Linked DNA regions of Sus scrofa: region 2 is linked to region 1. A link is a contact called in public Hi-C data. All regions are on one chromosome and are shown on one strand. Each heading gives the region's core, a stretch centred on a gene start, on an enhancer-like site or on the middle of the called end of the contact. The rest is flanking DNA. Distances are from core to core; before and after follow the strand shown.

Region 1 (2,711 bases), core at 183-2,682:
GTTTCTGCATCCCTAAAATAAGAATAACAATAGCATCTATTTCATGGAGTTGTGAAGATGAGACGATTTATCAGGTTCGAAAACAGTGCCTGGCACGGGAGATGGTCTGTCTTACCATTGCTTCCAAGAGATGGAAAGACTAGGAGGCCATGTTTGGAGAGGGAAGAATCAGGGATCCATTTAAGGGTGGACAGCGCCTCCTCTCTGCTCAGTGTAGGGCTCCTTCCCCCAGGCTAGCCTCCCAGCTCATGCCCCACCCCCGACCCCAACTCAAGCCCAGTGGGGTTTGGTAACCCCTCCCAACAGGCCACTTACCTTCTCTCCCCCAGTGCTGAGTCTCAGTGGGGGCAGAAAGGGGTCGTAAAGGACCCTCTTCAGCTCCACATCCACAGGGCTCTGCCGCTTCCCCACAGCACACAGACTCCAGGCTGCGTTCACCAGGCCCCAGAAGGGAGGCCCTGGGAGCAGAGGTGGGGCAGGGAGGAAAGGGAGTCAGAAGTAGGGACTAGATCTCAGTGCTGGGATCTGCTGGGAAGGCTGTGGTTTCCTGACTTTGAGGGAGGAGGTGGCTGAAATGCAGAGTCCTGGGTCCTAGAAGACTCTTAGAGGAGTTTCCTATACCGCCCCCCTACCCCCAACACCTCCAAGCCTCTCTTTGATCAAACCTATCATCAATGGTCTTTGGGGAAGAAACTACAACTCCCAGCAGTCTGTGAGGTGGCCAGCCTACCCATCCCCTGCCTGCTTGCCCCAGAGCCCATGGGAGTTGTAGTTCTTCAGTCTCCCTTATCCCACAGCTGGTTGATGAATGTACTGGGGAGAAGGAGTTGCAAGAGAGGGCTGGACCAGGTGGAGAACCGGGCCCCGAACCTCTGGTTCTCAGTACGAGCCAGGACCTACCTGGTCTTTCCCAGCAAGCACACACACACTCTTCCACCCCCACACTCCCTTGCCTTCCACTCACTCCCACTCCCGACTCGAAATGCGCATGTATAATGTCCCATGCTGAGCCACCCGGGGTCAGAGGCTGGGCCTCCGGAGGGAGGAAGGAAGGGGCTAGGACTCCTGGGTCCTGGGGATGGGGGGGGGGGCGGGGGGGGGCAGGGGAGGAGCGGACTCCGGGGTCTCAGGAGGAAAGCCTGGCTGCCCAGACGCCTGGGTCCCCGCCCTGGCTGCACCTGGCACGAAGTTTCCCTGGAGATTATCCTTGTAGCTCCACCAGTCCTCTGGGTCAGGTGCGGGTCCGATGTGAGCTGGGGAGACAGCGGCTTGAAACCCTCTCCTGGACACCCCACCCCCACCCCTCCCTGAGGGGCTCCTGCCCCGACCCCCCCAGGCCTTACCTGCCGCCCCCAGTACTGCCCAGAGTACCAGCGCTCGAGGGGCGCTCAGACGAGCTGCACCCCCCATCCCGGGGAAGCCTCGGGGCGACCCCTATCCCAATGCCCTGACCCCCAACCCCCCAGCTCCTTCCCTTCTCTGTGGAACCCCGACCCCCCAAGGACTTGCAGCCTTCCTCTCCTCCACACGGGGAGCCCCAGTTCCCAATTTCTGAGGCAGCCGGGGACTGAGACCCCCCTACCCCACCCACTCCCCTGCTCCTTCTCGGCGTGTCTCCTTCCTCGCCTCTCTCCCCAAGCCCTCGAGTCTCCCTCTGTCTCCCGGTCTTCCTACTCCTCTCCTCTGCCTTCTGCTTTTCCCTCGGGTTACCCCTGGGCTTCTAACCCACACCCCCCTCTTCGCTCTCTTTTCATTAAGCTCTCCCCAGCCTCCTAACTCCATGTCTCCATCCTGCTTCTCTCACCTCCTCCTCCTCCCTCTCTCCCTCCTCTGCTCCTGCCTCTTCCTTCTCCCCTTCTTCTCCTCCTCACTCTCTCCCTCTCGGCCTCCCGCTGCCCCCTCTCTCTCTCCCCCCACCTCCTCCTCTCCTGCCTCTTCTGTTTCTCTGTCTCGCTCTTCTCCCTCCCCCCCTTCTCTCTCTTGCTGTTATTTAATTTTTCTGTTGGGGGGGGCTCTCACAGCAGCGAGCACCCCTCCCTGGGCTGGTGTGTGTGGGTGGTGGTGGAGGGAGTACTCCCAGGGGCAGGATAGAGAGGTTGTTGGGGGGGGGGACTCGTCCCCAGCTCCCAGCCGCGCTGGGGCCACGGGGGCGGGGGTGGCCCGGACACCTGGGGCCCAAGAGCTGGCAGTTTCCATCCTCCGCAGAAGGGGGAAGGGGGGGGCCCTTAAGGTGGAGCTGGGAGAGTCCTCGGGTGTCTCCACGCTCAGGGCCACTGGCCCTGAAGGATCCGGGATCCCCCAGCTCGCAGGGACCCAGGTGCGAGCCTGCACAGCGCCTGCAGCCCCCCGCCGGATGCATCACCCAAGCCTCCACCAGGGGCTCCCTTAACCCGGCTAGGGGATCCCCTGGGAGACCGGAGTGCGGTGTGGGCCGCTGACCAGGAGGGGGAGGCAGAGACTTGGAGAGAGAGTGGGGGAGCGGGAGGAGGCAGGAGGAGGAGCCGGGGAGGCTGAGGCAAGAGAGCAGAGGTGAGGTCAGGGAGCTGCGGAGGCTTGAGGAGGAAGAGGAGCCTGAGATGGGGAGATTTGGCAGGAGACGCAGGGTAGAAAATAAACAGGCAGGGAGGTGGGGGCAGCCGCGGGAGACCAGAGAGAGGGGGAAAGAGAGAGAGAGAAAGAGAGAGAGAGACCTGGGACATACAGTGAATGCA
Region 2 (2,700 bases), core at 60-2,559, 320 kb after region 1:
CTACTCGTGAGCCCTTTGCCACCATACCCCTGGGGCCTTCACTGCCTCCCCTACCTCCACACTCCCACACCAAGCCAATGATTTCTGAGACCTTGGTTGCTACCCCCACCCCCTCCCACCTCCCTGGCTCCTTTCCCTGGGATTCTGACCCTTGACCCAGGCTCTCACCCCAAGCTCCTTGAACTGAATACCTTGGGGATCCTTAGCTCGCTCCCATCCCGAGATCGGCAGCCTGCTCTCTCTGGAATCCCTCAACCCCCTTCCCTGGGTCCTTGGCTCGGGAACCCTAGTCCTGGCTCTGTCCCAGTGCCTCCCCAGGTCCCCTCCCCTGAGCCTGGCTCCCCTCTCTTCACCCTCCTTGCAGGTCCTTGGAGTCTCGAGGCTGAAACCACAGATCTGGACCCTCACCCCCTCCCCTGTACAGTATTTATGTCACCAGCTCCTTATTTAAAGATCTTTGACCCTCATTGAGTGTCTGTGATTGTCCTGCATCGGGGGATTGAGTGTCTGGAGATGGGGAGGGAGAGAAGCTGAGGTGGAGACTAGACCCTGAAGACCTTTTCAGATTCTAAGAGCAGAGCTAAAGACTTTTCCCCAGGTCGGCTTCGGAGCGACAAGTCCAAGGACGGCGGCTGGGACCCAGTCGGGGTCTGAGTGCGGGGGTCGGCAGACAGTAGCCCCTACCCCTCAAAGATCCTGAGGGCAGGGGCCAAGCCCCCTTCCTCCGTAACTGGTCGGACAGAAGAGTCCTAAAACTCTGCTCGAGTCAGTGGGCGGCTTCGGTGTGGGCGGGGCGGAGCGAACCATCAGCCTAGTCCGCCGGGGGAGCCCTGCCGGCCCTACAATCGTCTGCGTGGGCGGGGTGGGGGATGCCACGTGCAGTTCCCGAGGCGGGCGCAAGGGGTGCAGAAAAAGGTGCACGTCGACCCGGCTTTCACCCCATCTTCCAACCCAAACGCGTGTCTCCGGGAGCCTCCTGCGCCTTAAAACCCATCCTTTACTCCCACCTCGCCGCCCGCCCAACCCTCCTGTCCCGTGCGGGGTAAGGACCGGCGAGCGCCAGAGCCGGAATCCAGGGTCGCGACTCGTATTCCACGCCGCGCGCCACTCGCTCCAGGTGACATCATCCCCCTGCCGGGCTCCGCCTCCCGCCCCAGCCGCCTCACGCCGCGTGCCTATTGGCCCACGCGCCTTGAGTTCCGCCTCCCGCTCACCGCCCGCGCGGCCCCGCCCAGCCAGTGTGGAGGCGGGGTTTAACCGCCGGCCGGCGCCAACACCTCCTCTCATTGGCCATTCGGCGCCGTCTGTCAGTCTCCTGTTAAAGGGGCCATGACCGCCTGGGAGCTGGTTGGGGGAGGAGGGAGGAGGAATTTTTTGGCGGGGGAAGGTGGGATTTGGGGGGCGCTGGTGAGCGCCCCTGGATCTGGCGGCTGCGGCCTCGCGGGGGAGGCTGAACGGTGACAGGGGCAGGGGGCTGTTTTAGGGGGTAGAGGGTTGCGAGACCGTGAAGGGGAGAGGGGTCCCCAGCGCCTAAGCCGGAGCAAGAGACGCGGAGCCCGCGCGAGCGGCGGAGACAGGGCTCCGGAGCCACAGATCCGGGCCCCGGCCGCCGCCAGGGGCCCCGCCCGGTCCCCCACCCCACCCCACGTCCCTCCTGCAGCCCAGCTCCGCCCGCAGCCGCCGCGGACCAGGTAGGTAAGAGCCCAGCCCGGCCCGCTTGGCAGCGCCCACCCCGGGGACCCCTCACCGAGCTTCCCCCACCTTCCCAAGAACCTGGATTCCCTTCTTCATCCCCGGGGACCTCAGAGCCCAGATATCACAGCCCGAACCCAGAGACTCAGGCATGCCCCTCCCGGCTCTCAGAGTCCCCAGCAGAACCCTAGAATCCCAGGCGTATTTCCGCCTTGTGCCTCCTCCGGGGTCCAGGAGCCTGAATTTCCCAGTTCAGCCCTGGATACCCCCCTGGACCTAGATCCTCCTCCTCGGCCCAGACCTGGCAGCTCCAGACACCGGCCGCGGCTGTGTCAGACTCCCCCAGCTAGGGCCGGACGCCCCCCCCGTCGCGTCCGCATAGTCCCCCGTTGGTGCACCCCGTCTGCCCATCTCCGGTCCTCCGGCTTGAACAGCCGGCCGAGTCCCTCAGTCCAGGCCGGACTGGCGGCCGCCCTGGACACAGGCCCGCTCTGGAGCTGTCCATGGTCACCGTTCTCGGCAGCCTCGCCTCCCCCATCTCTTGGTGCTGCCGCCGCCGGGGGAGGGGGCGCCGGCAGCGCGGGGATCCCCCCCGCCGCGCCTTTGACCCGGGGATACCCGGGCCCTCCCCGACCTGGGCGCCGGGGCCTCAGGGTTCTGCTGGCTAAGATCTCAGCTCCATCCTCAGCACCCCAGCTTTCAGAGACCCCAACTGCTTCTTAAGGAGTCAGAGCTTCTGAATGTTCCTGCCTGGTCCACCTTAGGGATCTTGGCATCCGGGGATCCAGCTCCCACCCGGCTCTGGAAGCCCTGTCAATCCTCACCTCCTCTGGCGAAAGGCCCCCGGCTGGTAGCCCTCACCCCCTCAGGATCTAGGAATCTAGTTTCCTAGCCTTTCCCCTCTTTAGAGACCCTCAGACAAATATATCCAGCCTCCTGGCACCCCAGCATCTGCCCCCTTAGAGATTCAGGCGCCATGACTCTCTCCCTTTCAGGGACTCAGAATGC

The links. Hi-C and Micro-C count contacts between places; a contact is called where the count stands out from the background.
Region 2: a contact with region 1 is called in a Hi-C map of brain, with 4 times the contacts expected there. The contact joins the promoter of PPFIA3 here to the promoter of CA11 in region 1. A contact is called at or near these places in 1 of 5 promoter capture datasets (liver) and 2 of 47 Hi-C or Micro-C datasets (brain and embryonic fibroblasts).

The regions. Positions count from the first base shown.
Region 1 is chr6:53,997,212-53,999,922 of Sscrofa11.1, forward strand. It overlaps CA11 (carbonic anhydrase 11), which reads right to left and starts at 1,433. Exons shown (of 9, transcript NM_001004038.1): 1 at 1,344-1,433; 2 at 1,179-1,253; 3 at 316-458. The coding sequence starts at 1,410. All of the region lies in intron 2 of LOC110261016 (a long non-coding RNA gene), which reads left to right.
Region 2 is chr6:54,312,672-54,315,371 of Sscrofa11.1, forward strand. PPFIA3 (liprin-alpha-3) reads left to right here and starts at 1,310. Exons shown (of 30, transcript XM_005664703.3): 1 at 1,310-1,691. It overlaps LIN7B (lin-7 homolog B, crumbs cell polarity complex component), which reads left to right. Exons shown (of 6, transcript NM_001244232.1): 5 at 1-6; 6 at 365-467. The coding sequence ends at 386.